Linked DNA regions of Mus musculus: region 2 is linked to region 1. Evidence: chromatin contacts called from public Hi-C data. All regions are on one chromosome and are shown on one strand. The core of a region is the stretch at or near the end of the contact, and the rest is flanking DNA. Distances in the headings are between cores, read along the strand shown. Region 1 holds the start of Sycp3 (synaptonemal complex protein 3). Region 2 has its middle 21 kb from the start of Mybpc1.

Region 1 (7,263 bases), core at 1,459-3,958:
TCACACATGCTCCAGGCAGGAGCTCAGATCATTCACAGATAGGTTGACAGGGCCCTATCATGAGGAACAGTCTTGCCCGGCAGGCAGCCCACGCATGCAGCCTCACTGCGCATGCTCGGCAAGGCAGTAAACAAGTGGGTTTCACCTGGCCTCCAGCCGCATGGCTTCCCACACCTGGGCATATACACGTGTGATTTCCTGCTTCTCCTTTACCCTATGTGGGCAGTCCCTACAGCTAGATGCCTAGATTTAGCCAGAGGTTAGGTTGCAGTGGTTCTCAACCTTCCTAACCCTGCAACCCATTAATACAGTTCTTCGGCATGTTGTGGTGACCCACAACCATAAAAATATTTTGTTGCTACTTCATAAGTGTAACCTGAGGAATGACACCCAAAAACTGACCACTGATTTTCCGATCAGACATGCACACACATGCCAGAATACCTATGCACACAAATGCAGGCATGTACACACACACACACATACACACACACATGCATAAGACTAGTGAGCCTCCGTTCTCTCTAATTCAGTCTAGTTCTATAGGTCAGTGTCACCCTTCCCACAGCAAAGAAAACAAACAAGTTTGGTTTTTTGTTTTTGTTTGTTGTTGTTGTTGTTGTTGTTGAATGGACCTAGGAAACCCTATTGAAAATCATGTAGGAAATGAAGAGTCAAGCATCCCAGGATGTGTATTAGCGAGGAACAAGGTGTGAGAATTGCTGTACCACGAATTGAAAGTTCCCTAAAGTTGGAGCGATGAAAATTGTGGTTTGCACGAGGGACATAGGGAAATCTGCCAGCTGAACAACAGGAAGAGTAAACGCAGAAATTTTGGGAAACATACTTTGATTTGATCTTACGAACTGTCAAATTATCACACTACACCCCGTAAATGTAGAGTCTAAAAGGGCCAAGGAAAAGGCACCCTGACCCTAATTTAACTCCAAGCCTGAGACCAGGACCAAAGAATAAACAAAAACAAACAAAAAGACAAAACAACAACAAAACCCCACCAATTCCCTGAGCATGAAATCCTACGAATCTCTGAGCTTCAAGAGCGGGTCACAAAATCCCACCAATCCCAGAGTTTGCCTCAAGATTAGGCCAGATAATGCTCCAATCCCGGGGCACACTGAAAAGAATGCCCTCCTCCCTCCTTGCTCCGCCTCCCCACCCCGACCCCCCTACCCCAAGAAGTTTTATATAACCCTGACTTCTGCCCAGTTCCCTGCTTTTTCTCACCATAACAGAAGCAGCCGCCTTCCTGGATTTTTCCCTCCCAGTAAATCTCTTGTGTGAGGTCTGTTGTGTAGTGTGACTTTGTGGTTTTTCTTGAATCTCCACTGCCAGGATACCTTTCCCAGCAGAGCTGTAACACCTACTGGGGCAACCTCCCCTGCCTAAACAGAGTAAGGAAACTTCTGCCTGCATGAGCAGAGCTGTTTCATTTGCATTGGCAAAAGCCTTTTCCCTGAGAGCTGTATATGTACAGTTGTTCTAGCAAAATTTTTCTTGACATAAAGCTAACAGGGACATGATATATGTATGACACAGTCATTAAAGGGAGGGAACACGGTTTTAAAAAAATGTTTTATTTATCCTTCTCTCATATGTTACTCTTCCTCCCTCCTCTCCTCCCAATCCTCCCCCTCCCCCATTCACTCCTCCTCCGTTTCTGAGCACACACTTTTTTTTTTCTCCCCGTGACAGGGTTTCTCTGTGTAACCTTGGCTGTCCTGGAACTCACTTTGTAGACCAGGCTGGCTTTGAACTCCCGGGATTAAAAGTGTGTGCCAACCAAGGCCCGGCCCTGAGCACACACTTCTTAATAAATTATGAGACATCAGTTTCTATAGAAAAGGTAATATTTTTTCTTAAAATTTTAAATATTAAAATATTTTTAAATATTTTAATTAAAATATTTTTAAAAATATATTTAAAAACTTAATGACTCATGGAACTTGTAGAGGAATGATTTTTTAGCACTCAAGGTAATGATGATTTTTTATATGAAAATGAACACAGAAAAAACTCAGAAATCAAAAGCTAGCATAAAAAACCTTATAAACTCTGTTCTAGTGACTGCTGTACCATAAATCCTGTTTGCATGTTAGTCCTGGCTATCTATAATAACAGCGGTTCTTATAGCAATAATGAATAAAAAGTGAGTTGCAGAATATTATATTAAATGTTGAATTTTTTCGTTATTGCAATGCTCAGGCATAAAGAAAACTATGATGTATTGCTATATTAAAGACTATATGTGTTATCGAAACTCAGAAAATGTAAATCGGCTATGGTTTACTCCTATAATCCCAGCATTTAGGAAGCTATGGCAAGATTACCATGGGGCTTGAAGTCGGCCTGGGTTAGAGTTGAGACTCCGTATCAGAAAACAACAAAGAATCAAACAAAGACATCAGGAAACGGGAAGATGGATAATTTATAGTTTCCATATAGGTGTGAATGAGGATCCATGAGCAAAGATGGCCAGGTCAGGTGGGATGGGAGAGTCGGGTGTGCTGTGGATAAGACTTCCTAAAGCGAAGGAAGGAACAGCGGGAAAGTGCTGCTTCTCAGGGTAGAGGTGAGGTGTCCATCATGGAAGTGCCCCGCCCATCGTGTCCCTGCCGTTGGCTCCCACGTGAGAACGGGCATGGAGCACGTGCTAGGAGGCGGGGCTATACGTAAGCGTGTGTGTACCCATGGCGTTCAGCCAATCAGCAGAGAGCTTGGTCGGGGCCGGACTGTATTTACTCCTGCCCAAGGGCCAGGTTTCCTCAGATGCTTCGAGGGTGTGGGGACAGCGACAGCTCACCGGAGCCGCTGAGGTAAGGAGATGGGGGAGTGAAAGCCGGGTCGGCTTGGCCTTCGTGGGCCTGGGCCTCGGGAAGAGGAGGAGTCCCGGCCAGGGGGGAAGGCGCCACAACCAAGGCAGGCCAGTCGCCAACCATGGCCGGTGGGGGACAGGCGGGGACTGAGGGGAGCGGAGGTCAGGCCGAGGGAGTTGGGCATCCAGGCAGGAAGTTGGGGTCGGGCCTAGGGTTTAGGGAGTTGGGGTTCGGGCCTAGGCAGTCGAGGGTCCGGCACAGGACGTTGGGGGTCCGGCGCAGGAAGTTGGGGTTTGGGCTGAAGGAACTGGGGTCAGGCTGACGGAGTTGGTCGTGGCTGAGGGAGTTGGAGTCGTGGGCTCGGGCAATTAGGAGGCAGGGCCGAGGGAACTAGGAGTCAAGGGCTAAAGCAGTCGGGAAGCAGGGCTGGGGAGTTAGGGGTCAGGGCTGAGGGAAGTAGGGGTCCGGACCTAGGGAAGAAGGGTCAGGCTGAGGGAATTAAAGGTCACGGCCAACGGAGGTCAATGGGGAAGTAGGGGTCAGGGGTCAAGGGGACCTGGAGGCCGAAGCTTGGGAAGGAAGAGATGGCAGCCTAGGGGATTAGGAGGCGGGCCTAGGAAATCGGGGTTTGGGAGCTGCGGGAATTAAGGAATTAGGGGTCAGGAGCTAAGGAAGTCAGAAGGCGGCCCCTGGGGAGCTAGGGGTCATGGCTAAGGGCTCAGGGTCAGGGACGAGGGAATTAGCGGTTGGGACCTAAGGGATTAGGAAGCTGCGGTAGGGAATTAGGGGTCCAGGCCTAGGAGCCAGGGGCTAAGGAAAGTTAGAGGCAAGACTTTAGGAACTGGGGTCCGCGCCAAGGGAAATGGAGGCTGGCAGCTGGGAGTTAAGGGCCGGGCCTATCGAATTAGGGGCGGGACCTAGGGGACTGGGGGTGTGGCCTGGCAAACTAGGGGGTGTGGTCTACGGGGTGGGGGGTGGCCTAGGGAAATGGGGGTAGGATCTGGCAAATTAGGGTTGTGGCCTAGGGAAATGGGGGTGGGCCTGAGAGAATTTAGAGATGGGGTTTAGGGAATTAGGGCCTTTGTCCAAGGGGATTAGGAGGAGGTGGCATAGGTCAACTAGGAGGTAAGGAATCAGGGAATTTGGGGTTAGGATGAAGAAACTTAAAAATAGGAAGTATAGCAATTTAGGGGTCAGACTGAGAAAATTAAGTGTTTGGATATGGGACTCTCTCTGGTTTAGGATCTACAGCCTGGTCTACAAAGTGAGTTCCAGGATAGCCAGGGCTATACAGAGAAATCCTGTCTCGAAAAACCAAAAGAGAGAGAGACAGAGAGAGAGAGAGAGAATGAGAGTGAATATTAGGGATTATGAGTAAGGAGATTAAGGATCAGGTTTGAGAACATTAAAATTGAGTTGGGAATGACAGACTTAATGTTTGGGGATGAGGGAATTAAGGGTTGGGGCTGTGGCAATTAGGGGTAGTGGGTGAGGGAATTAATCTAGGGGTAATTTGGGATGGGGACTTTATAGGGTTGATGGAATAAAGTTCTTGGGGCCTGAGGAAATGATGGCCTTTAGAGGTTAGGAGACAGGTACTAGAAACTGAAGGGCTAGACGTTTGGGTGGTGGCATAAGGAATAGAGATAATGATGTGCTATAAGGGTGAATGATTGGGGCAAGGGAGACTGCACATCTCTGAAATGAGGGCCTGGGAGGAATGAAGGACTAGAGAGGGCTAGTGGGTTGGGGGACTGAGTGGTGAGAGAATAGGGGCTGAAAGAATGAGGCATTGTGGGGATAGGACTGGAAACATGAGAGCATACGGGTTGGGGAGCTGGTGGATTTGAGGGGCTAGGAGCTAAGGCACTTATGACTGAGGGTACTGAGAGATGTGGGGGGCAGGACCTATGGGTGTCCAGTGTGCCTTTTCTGCAAGACCCTTTTCATTTAATACTATGGAAATTTTTATAGGTGCATAACTTTCCTAAGGTCTAGTTTTTTGTTTTGAAGGTCAGGCTTGGTCTATGTAATCCTGTATCAACCTCTTAAGTACTGGAATGCTTGGTGTGTGCCACTTGTGCTTTGTTTTGTTTTTTCTTTTTCCCTTAAGACAGTCTTGGGGCTATAGCCCAGTTGCCCACTCTTTATATAACCATTGTGTGTTTTATGCATTTATGCAGTGCTGAGGATGAAACCCAAGGCCTCCTATATAGGTATTATATAACTGAGCTATACCTTCAGTCCTGTACAGCTATATGTTGTAGATTTCTACTGCTACAGCCAAGTTTTGGACTGCTTGTGATTTATCCTGAGGGTAACCATGATTTTACTTTTCTAAGATGAACAATTAAAATATATAGGTATATAGGGCCAAAATTCAGATCTAGTGGCTAGGTGGAAAGATACTTGGGAGTCAGTGTCAAAGCTATCACTATGTTTTTTTCTTCCTTATAAAATGATAAACTGTTAATTTTTAGTACAATGGAAAAATACTAGGTAGCAACATGGCCCAGTGAGTAAAGGTGCCTGTTCTCAAGCCTGACCTGAGTCTGATCCCAAGGACCCAGTTGGTGGAAGAGAGCTAACTTAAGTTGCCTCTGCCCTCCACATAGGTTCCCTCATTTCTCTCCGCCCCCACCAAAAAAAAAAAAAAAAAAAAAAAAAAAAAAGTTAGGCGATGTCTTTGAATTCAAACAGTTTGAGAGATCTGAAGATTTTTTGCTGTCTTTTTGTTTTTTAAACAAGCAAACATCTAAAGATGGTGCCTGGTGGAAGAAAGCATTCTGGGAAATCTGGGAAGCCACCTTTGGTTGATCAGCCTAAAAAAGCCTTTGACTTTGAGAAAGATGATAAAGATCTGTCTGGTTCAGAAGAAGATGTTGCTGATGGTAAATATCTACTGTTGGGTATTAACAATGTTCTAGAGTCCATTTATTTTGAACTTGCTACACTTAAAACTGAATTAAGGCCGGGCGTGGTGGCGCATGCCTTTAATCCCAGCACTCAGGAGACAGAGGCAGGCAGATTTCTGAGTTCGAGGCCAGCCTGGTCTACAAAGTGAGTTCCAGGACAGCCAGGGCTATACAGAGAAACCCTGTCTCGAAAAACAAAAAACAAAAAACAAAAATACAAAAACAACAACAACAAAAACTGAATTAAGGAAGCATTTTCATATAACTTTGTTGTTGTTTAAGATTTATTTATGTATATGAGTACTCTATCTGAATATATACCTGTGTGCCAGAAGTGGGCATTAGATTCCATTACAGATGGTTGTGAGCTACCATATGGTTGCTGGGAATTGAACTTAGGTCCTCTGGAAGAGCTGCCAGTGCTCTTAAATTCTGAGCCATCTCTTCAGCTCCCATACTTTGTTTCTTATCAAATCTCCCTATCTCTGTATCAGAGTTGTAACACTTCAAAGAGTATTCTTTTCAGTACCAACAAGTATGTAAACAGTACATGACAGTACTTGAAACTTTGCTTCTAAAAAATGGGTCATGAATTGTGATGTAAGTTAATTTTTCTGAAAAAATATTTATCTCCTTTTAAAATTTGTTACAAGATCCCAAAAAGACTGAAAATAGATTTCATTAAACTTTACCAAAATAGCATATTTAATTTCACAATTTATTTTGTCAATATAGAAAAGGCTCCAGTAATTGATAAACATGGAAAGAAAAGATCTGCTGGGATAATTGAAGATGTTGGGTAAGATGTTACAAAAAAGAACTTGATGGTATGCATGTGTGTGTGTGTGTGTGTATGTGTGTGTCTCACATGCATGCTGAATACTTTGTGTGTATGGAGGTTGAATGTCAGGTGTTCATACTTGCAGAGCAAGCATTTAACTGACCTATTTCACTAAGCCCCACAGATGTTTTCTTTGCTCAGTAAAATACTTTAAGAAAAGTTTACTTCAGTTTATCTAGCAAGTAGTGATATAAAATATTTGATATGTGGTATTTCTCCCACAAGTATATTGTGAATCTCTAAAGATTTTTTTTTTTTTGCTTTATTTTTAAATGGTACTGGGGATCAAACCTAGGGCTTTGAGCACATTGTTCAAATGTTCCACCACTGAATTCCTGATCTTAATTTTTAACTGTTAATTTTTCAGAGGTGAAGTACAGAATATGCTGGAAAAATTTGGAGGTATGTTTTTGGGGATCATTTAAAGAAAATTGTTTAAAACTGTATAATAATTGCATAATAGGAAACAAGGTCACTATGTGAATATTGTTTTAATGCCTTGTTTTTATACGGTTTTGCATAAATATAATTTAGCATCATAGACTTTCTTAACCTTTTTCATGATATGAAAAGTAAACATGATACTTTAAGAATTTTAGAAAAATAGAGGGGAAAAGTTTTTTCTTTATATTGACAGAAAAATGATTATATATATATGCCTTTAATCCTAGCA
Region 2 (7,263 bases), core at 3,473-5,972, 170 kb after region 1:
TTCTTGCGAAAGAAGTAGGCAAAGTCATAGAAAAATAGATTCTCCCGCGGGCAAGGAGCGGTATAAGTCGCTAGGAAAACATTTGGGAGCTAGGAAAGCCTAGCTGATGTACTGCAAAGTGGAAAAGGAAACGCAGAAGCGCAAGGGTTCTGCCACACAGTGATGATGGAAAATTCTGTTCAGCAGCTCAGCTTGTTTGAGCCGGGAAGAGCGATGATTGGGTGACAAGGTCGAGTCGAAAGCCTGTACACTTAGCTACGTGAAGTTCTACTGTATCACGCTCAGTGTTATTTTAGGATAGTCACGAGAGCACTTGAACCCTGAACAGGGAACCTCTCCTCGCCTTATCCTGTCGCACACGGGCATGAAGTGGCTCAAGTACTCAGACACAGAGGCAACTCCAACCAAAAGGCTAGCGGTGGTCTACGTTTCCTTGGAGCCACTCCAAGTCCAGAACCACGTTTAGCCTCACTTCCCCCTTGCCTCGGAGAGCATTTGGAAGGGATGACGTCACATAACAAATGCATGTCTGATTTAGTTGGTGACACGTTCAGTAACCAAAAAATCCTCATAACTTCAGTCAAACTAGGATTTTTCTAGCACTGCCCTTAAGATGTCGTTCTGGGTTCTTTTGGTAGGGAGTTGGATTTGGGGATGGGGCAGGGGGATGCCAAGGGCGCATACCCAAAGCCAATTTTCCTTGCAAATAAGCAGTTTAAGACAATTCCAGTCTTTGAGTCTTTGCTACGTCAAATACAGAAGAACTCGTTTAATACATAAATAAGAGGATAAAATATTTTTCAAGATAAGTAAATGAAAGGCATGGTGGCCTATACCTCAGGAGAACTTTGAGGGTAACCTGATCAACTTTGTGTGAGTGACCCTTCCAAAGAGGAGGGGGACGAGGGAAAGGGAGGTTAGGGGTAGGCACATCGATGTTAGTTTGCTGGTTGAACAAATTCCACAGTCAGCTGGACACTACCAAGAAGCTTCCGAGCTCAACGTTACTCGTAGCCACCGTGGAAACACTCTGTAGCACTTGTGAACTTGACGGTGTTCCCAAGCGAGTAAGTATCTTTCACATCAGCTGCAGACAACCAGAGTAGTTATAAATATAGGCTCAAATGGCCTCACCCGAGAGTTTGGATTTTGGCTTCTGATACCCGATGTGCTAATGGTAGCAGCAAATGGCTGGCCAGTAGTCTGCACTGCTCCATTTGCAAGTAATTTATTACCACAGCAGCATCTGAACTAGGAAGGAAGTCTCCCCAGCCTCTCTCCTTTTCCTTTTACTCTATTCCTGTTTCAGTTCCATGACTGAGAGAAGAAAGCAGCGGGGCATGGTGGTGCGTGCCTTTAACCCTAGCCCCCCAGGAAACAGAGGCAAACAAATCTCTGAATTTAAGGTTTAGCATGGTCTATGTACTAAGTTCCAGGACAGTCAGAGCTATACAGTAAGATCCTGTCTCAGATAAATAATAATAAAAATAAAATAATAATAATAATAATAATAATAGTAGTAGTAGTAGTAGTAATGATAATAATAATAAAGACCATTCTTGGCTCTATCTCAGGGCTACTGTAATAATGAGTGGGGTTTTTTTTTTACTACTGGTACAATTTATATAATAAATTATATAATATAATAGCCCTGTGTGTAAAAATTATTATCAGTCCTATTTTACAGATACAGAAACTTGGGAATAAAGGCTTCTGTATTTTGTTTGTTAGTAGGCTGTGTAGATATGACTTCAGACTGTCTGGCTGTATGAATCCTGAATGCTGGAGCACACACAAGCGAGTTTGCACACGGGGCCTCAGGTCTTACTTTCCTTTCCCAATAATAATCGTATTCGTTTTGGCAAGATCAGGTGCTGTGCTGATTCCTGGTGTGATTTTCCTCAATAACCCACTGTCTCTAGTGACACTTAACTTTCTGCAGTGTTCCATCTTTTCATGCTCCTGGGGACACCACTGAACAGTTGTACAAATTCTCCCACACCAGGAGCCTCCGGCAGTACACCCGCCAGGAGATGGTATTTTAAGTTACAGCGAGACTGTTGTGTAATCCCCTCCTGCTCTCTGCTCTGACAGACCCACCTGCCGTCCCTGTCCCTGTCCCTGCTTTCACGTGTCTTTCCACTCTTCCCTTGGTGTTCCCTTACTTTTGATCTGACTGGCACGATTTCTCCTACTGTTACCAAACATCGTTGCGATGAGAAAAATCGGGGGGGGGGGTGGAGGGAGGGAGGGACAGTGGCAAGGGAACACCTACAATTTTATTTTCCTTTCCAGTGTGCCAAAGGGAATTCTTCCTTCTCTCAAAGCCCTAAAGAGAAAGGTTTCTTGCTTAAGTTAGACAATCCAGGAAGACAGTAGCTGGGGACAGCCAGTGGCTGGAAGTTTAGGAGGAACAAGCGTTGGGGGATTAGATTACAGAGAATCATCTGGAACTGTGGGTAGGAGGGGTGTTAATAGCTATTGCACAGAAAGATGCTCTTGGGTTCTCTTGAAAGCCCTTGGCATGTGTGTTTGGGAATTTGGGGTGGGAGGCTGGACCTTTGCTCCTTTTTAAACAACCCCCATTGCAACCTCATAGGAAGGGCAGCATCAACTCACCTGGCCACCCAGAGCTCCCAGGGACTAAACCACCAACCAAAGAGTACACATGGAGGGATCCATGGCTCCAGCTGCATATGCAGCAGAGGATGGCCTTGTCGGGCAATCAATGGAAGGGAAGGCCCTTGGTCCTGTGGAGGATTGATACCCCAGTGTAAGAGGATGCTAGAGCGGTGAGGTGGGAATGTGGGGGTGGGAGGGAGAGTGAAAGAACCTAGTGGGGAAACCCCCACTCAATTTCCATTCGGCGCACACCCAAGAATCACGAACAGACGACCAACTTGATGTAAGAACACGAGGTAGTTTAATGGCAGAGCCTATCTCACGCAGGAGACAGTGGTTTCGACCACGAGGCTTGGAAGCTAGGGGTTTTTATAGAAAAGGGGTGGGGCTGGGGGAGGAATTGGCGTGGTTTCACATGATTGGTTCATTTAAACATCAGCAGGCTGTCAGAAGGGCGGGAGATAGGGAGGTACCAGGCCAGTCAGGACAGGTAACGATGGGCCTGCCCGGGCATGTCCCGGCCTGTTCTGCTATTTTCTCAGCCCCAGGTTTCAAAGCTCACAAACAACTCTTTGGGCTATTTGACATACATTACATGAATCACAGATCTCAATTTTTTTATTTTCTTTCAAGAGCACCCTCATACAGGCAAAGGGGATGGGAGATGGGATGGGGGTTTGTGGAGGGGAAACCAAGGGAAGGGGGACAATATTTGAAATGTAAATAAATAAAATACCCCCCCTCCAAAGAAAAAAGAAAAAAAGAAAAGAAAAGAAAAGAAAAGAAAAGAAAAACAGGCTGGAAAGATGGCTCAGTGGTTAAGAGCACTGACTGCTCTTCCAGAGGTCCTGACTTCAATTTCCAGCAACCACATGGTGGCTCCCAACCATCTGTAATGGGATCTGCTGCCCTCCTCTGGTGTGTCAAAAGATAACAATGTACTCATGTACATAAAATAAATAAATTAATTTTAAAAAAAGAAGAAGAAGAAGAAGAAGAAGAAGAAGAAGAAGAAGAAGAAGAAGAAGAAGAAGAAGAAGAAGAAGAAGAAGAAGAAGAAGAAGAAGAAATTGGTACTTAGGGACTCCACCCTTCTTCCCTACGTAGGGATGGAGAAGATTCTCTTCTGGGATAACCCACCCCTACACATGTAAAGTATATCCCTGTATTCTCAATCTTTAATTGCTGGGCTGCTAGCTGAATATGTAAATGTTTGTCCCTTTCCCACCTGCCCAGAAAAGACAAGCTAGGTGCCCTGGGGAAGGTCATTTAGTCCCTGGAGACTAAGGGTTGAGTAGGGAGTGTGGCTTTTTGTATAACAAAGAGCTGGTGGCTGGAGCTAGGCTGGAAGGACCAGAGCAGGGAGGCAGAGCAATAAGAGCTGCGTTGAGGGACACAATGGCAGAGAAGCTGGGTTAAGTTAGAAGCTAGCTGCACAAACAGACCAACAGCCTAATTCTATACAAATGTCTCCTTGTGTACCCCGTCTTTATTATTAAACCTCACTCGGGACCCCCAAAAGCCCTGCAATAATTAGCACTATATCATTAGGCACAGAGCAGGAAGTAGACCTTTAAGAGGGATTCAGAGGAAACAAGGGTCCTCTCATGGAAACAAGGCTTGGTGTTCAGAGAAAGTCAGGGAGAGCCCTGTCCTGGGGGCGGGGGTTGGGGGTGGGGTGGGCGGGGTGGTGGTGGGGTAGATCATGAAGGTGAGTATTTCGCTTTCTCTGCTCTCTGCCATGTGGAGACAGACACACAGAATCAGTAGATGGCTATGAATAAAGCATCCTCTGCAGACGTAAGGCCTTCCTGCTTCTTGGCCTCAGGCCTCCCAGCTTCCAGAACTAGGAAATCCAGGCAGCTGTTATTTCAGTTCTCCAGTCTTTAAAAAAAAAAAAAAAGTCCAAATTAAGCAAGAGAAGCGGAGTAATTTATTTTTAAGCTTTTCAATTTCCTGTCGGGTACCTAGAGTTTGGGGTACAGGTGGTAGCGGGATTGTGGGCTCAGTTAAGGGACTTTCCGATCAGTCTCCTTGGGTTGCATTCAGCCACAGGGAAACACCTTCACTGAACGGATGCTCACAAAGCATAATTACGGCATCATTCAGCTGGAGAAAAGCACACAGTTCTAGGCCAGACTCTAGGATGCTTGGGGCAAGCCAGTAGTTAATGATGTTGTTAGCATTTCCTCTAGGCCACACCCCACAGTTACCTAGCAACAGCTGCCCCCACATAGCCTGGCTTACTAGTAAGATCTCTCTCTCTCTCTCTCTCTCTCCTCCCTCCCTCTCCCCCTCCCCTCCCCTCCCTCTCTCTCCCTCCTTCCCTCTCTCTCCCTCCCTCTCTTCTCTCTCCTCTTTCTTACTCTTTTTCTTACCCACGCATCCCCAGCCAGCCTCTTCCTCTCTTTCTCTCTTCCTCTTTTCCTCTCCTCTCTCTCTACCCCCTTCTCCAGGTCCCAATAAACTCCCTTTTATACTAAGGGTATGGTCTATCTTATGGCTGATTCCTAAGAGGGAACGCTTTGGCTTGGGCCCACCCAGGTGCTCCCTTCCACCACCATTTAATAAAACACAACTAATGTGACTTTAGCATGGGGAGAGAGGGTGCCTACTGTCAGGCCCAGGGACATGAGATACTCCAGCAGGTTCTGAATTACCCTGAGACCTGGAACCTGTCTCTAGCTGCCAGAACAACTTCGACTACCTCAAGTCATCCTTGCTGATTATTTGGTTGGTTGGGGTTCCATTGGAATTCTCTCCATATAAATGAAATTGATCCCCCACCCCTGGAGAATTAGGGTGTGGTGGAAAGTTTTCACTGCCTTTCAGGAATTATGGGTTGGGGACAAGCAAGAGAAACTTATTCTAAGTACTACCATTTCCTTTTCAGACTCCATTTAATCATAGGGAAAGGCTAAATTGAAGGTCCCAGGTTGTAGGGGAGCTGGGGACTTCCTTATAGCAGAACGGCTTCTGTTGTGAGGCAACTGTTGTCTGAGCCCAGCCATTTCAAGGATAACTTCTCCATCTTGCTGGCAGGGTCAAACAAGTTCATGTTCCCAGGCCTAGGAATGAACACCTGTCCCACTTCTCCAAATGTTTTCTTAATTGTCTCTTAACCAATAAAATTTAGAAATTGCTGTTATCTAAACCAAGGTGCATAAGTTATTAAAAATATATAAACAATTGCCTGTTCTGCCCTAATTAACTACATGCAGCTGACCCATTCCTTTGTCCCCTTATCACTCTGAGCTCTGCACCTAATGTCTAGGAGAATGAGTTAAAGGCCTTGAAGCCAGGTGCCCTGGATACATCCCAGTCTCCAAGGAGTACTCCCTTGTCTTAACCCCTAATGTCAAAACATCATTGGAGAACACTGCAGCTCTCTCGCTCCTCCACCCCAGCTTGTGTTCCCATCCTTTAAAAAATGGTGTACAGTCTCCTTCTGGGATGCAAGCAAGGTTCAGATCCTGAACTGGCTGCTTCCCTGAGCACTTGAGAAAGTAAAGCTTTCGTTTTTTTTAAGCTTCCAACTCTTTTTTTTTTCCATTTTTATTAGGTATTTAGCTCATTTACATTTCCAATGCTATACCAAAAGTCCCCCATACCCACCCACCCCCACTCCCCTACCCACCCACTCCCCCTTTTTGGCCCTGGCGTTCCCCTGTACTGGGGCATATAAAGTTTGCGTGCCCAATGGGCCTCTCTTTCCAGTGATGGCCGACTAGGCCATCTTTTGATACATATGCAGCTAGAGTCAAGAGCTCCGGGGTACTGGTTAGTTCATAATGTTGATCCACCTATAGGGTTGCAGATCCCTTTAGCTCCTTGGGTACTTTCTCTAGCTCCTCCATTGGGAGCCCTGTGATCCATCCATTAGCTGACTGTGAGCATCCACTTCTGTGTTTGCTAGGCCCCGGCATAGTCTCACAAGAGACAGCTACATCTGGGTCCTTTCAATAAAATCTTGCTAGTGTATGCAATGGTGTCAGCATTTGGATGCTGATTATGGGGTGGATCCCTGGATATGGCAGTCTCTACATGGTCCATCCTTTCATCTCAGCTCCAAACTTTGTCTCTGTAACTCCTTCCATGGGTATTTTGTTCCCAATTCTAAGGAGGGGCATAGTGTCCACACTTCAGTTTTCATTCTTCTTGAGTTTCATGTGTTTAGCAAATTGTATCTTATATCTTGGGTATCCTAGGTTTGGGGCTAATATCCACTTATCAGTGAGTACATATTGTGTGAGTTCCTTTGTGAATGTGTTACCTCACTCAGGATGATGCCCTCCAGGTCCATCCATTTGGCTAGGAATTTCATAAATTCATTCTTTTTAATAGCTGAGTAGTACTCCATTGTGTAGATGTACCACATTTTCTGTATCCATTCCTCTGTTGAGGGGCATCTGGGTTCTTTCCAGCTTCTGGCTATTATAAATAAGGCTGCTATGAACATAGTGGAGCATGTGTCCTTCTTACCAGTTGGGGCATCTTCTGGATATATGCCCAGGAGAGGTATTGCTGGATCCTCCGGTAGTACTATGTCCAATTTTCTGAGGAACCGCCAGACTGATTTCCAGAGTGGTTGTACAAGCCTGCAATCCCACCAACAATGGAGGAGTGTTCCTCTTTCTCCAC

What was found. Hi-C and Micro-C count contacts between places; a contact is called where the count stands out from the background.
Region 2: a contact with region 1 is called in a Hi-C map of embryonic stem cells, with 1.7 times the contacts expected there. The contact joins the enhancer-like site here to the promoter of Sycp3 in region 1. A contact is called at or near these places in 3 of 39 promoter capture datasets (cranial neural crest, hippocampal neurons and liver), 1 of 484 Hi-C or Micro-C datasets (embryonic stem cells), 1 of 115 datasets of contacts at active chromatin or transcription factors (embryonic stem cells) and 2 of 9 other capture datasets (liver and pancreatic islet).

Annotation. Positions count from the first base shown.
Region 1 is chr10:88,456,879-88,464,141 of GRCm38.p6, forward strand. It overlaps Sycp3 (synaptonemal complex protein 3), which reads left to right and starts at 2,709. Exons shown (of 9, transcript NM_011517.2): 1 at 2,709-2,834; 2 at 5,583-5,725; 3 at 6,485-6,548; 4 at 6,958-6,992. The coding sequence starts at 2,788.
Region 2 is chr10:88,622,454-88,629,716 of GRCm38.p6, forward strand. No RefSeq gene overlaps it. Among named protein-coding and RNA genes, the nearest start is that of Mybpc1, 21 kb to the left of the region's middle. Within about 2 kb of position 4,723, at least 13 of the 459 cell types and tissues checked have an H3K27ac peak or open chromatin away from gene starts, as enhancers often do. A contact at or near this core is called in embryonic stem cells, where this site is marked.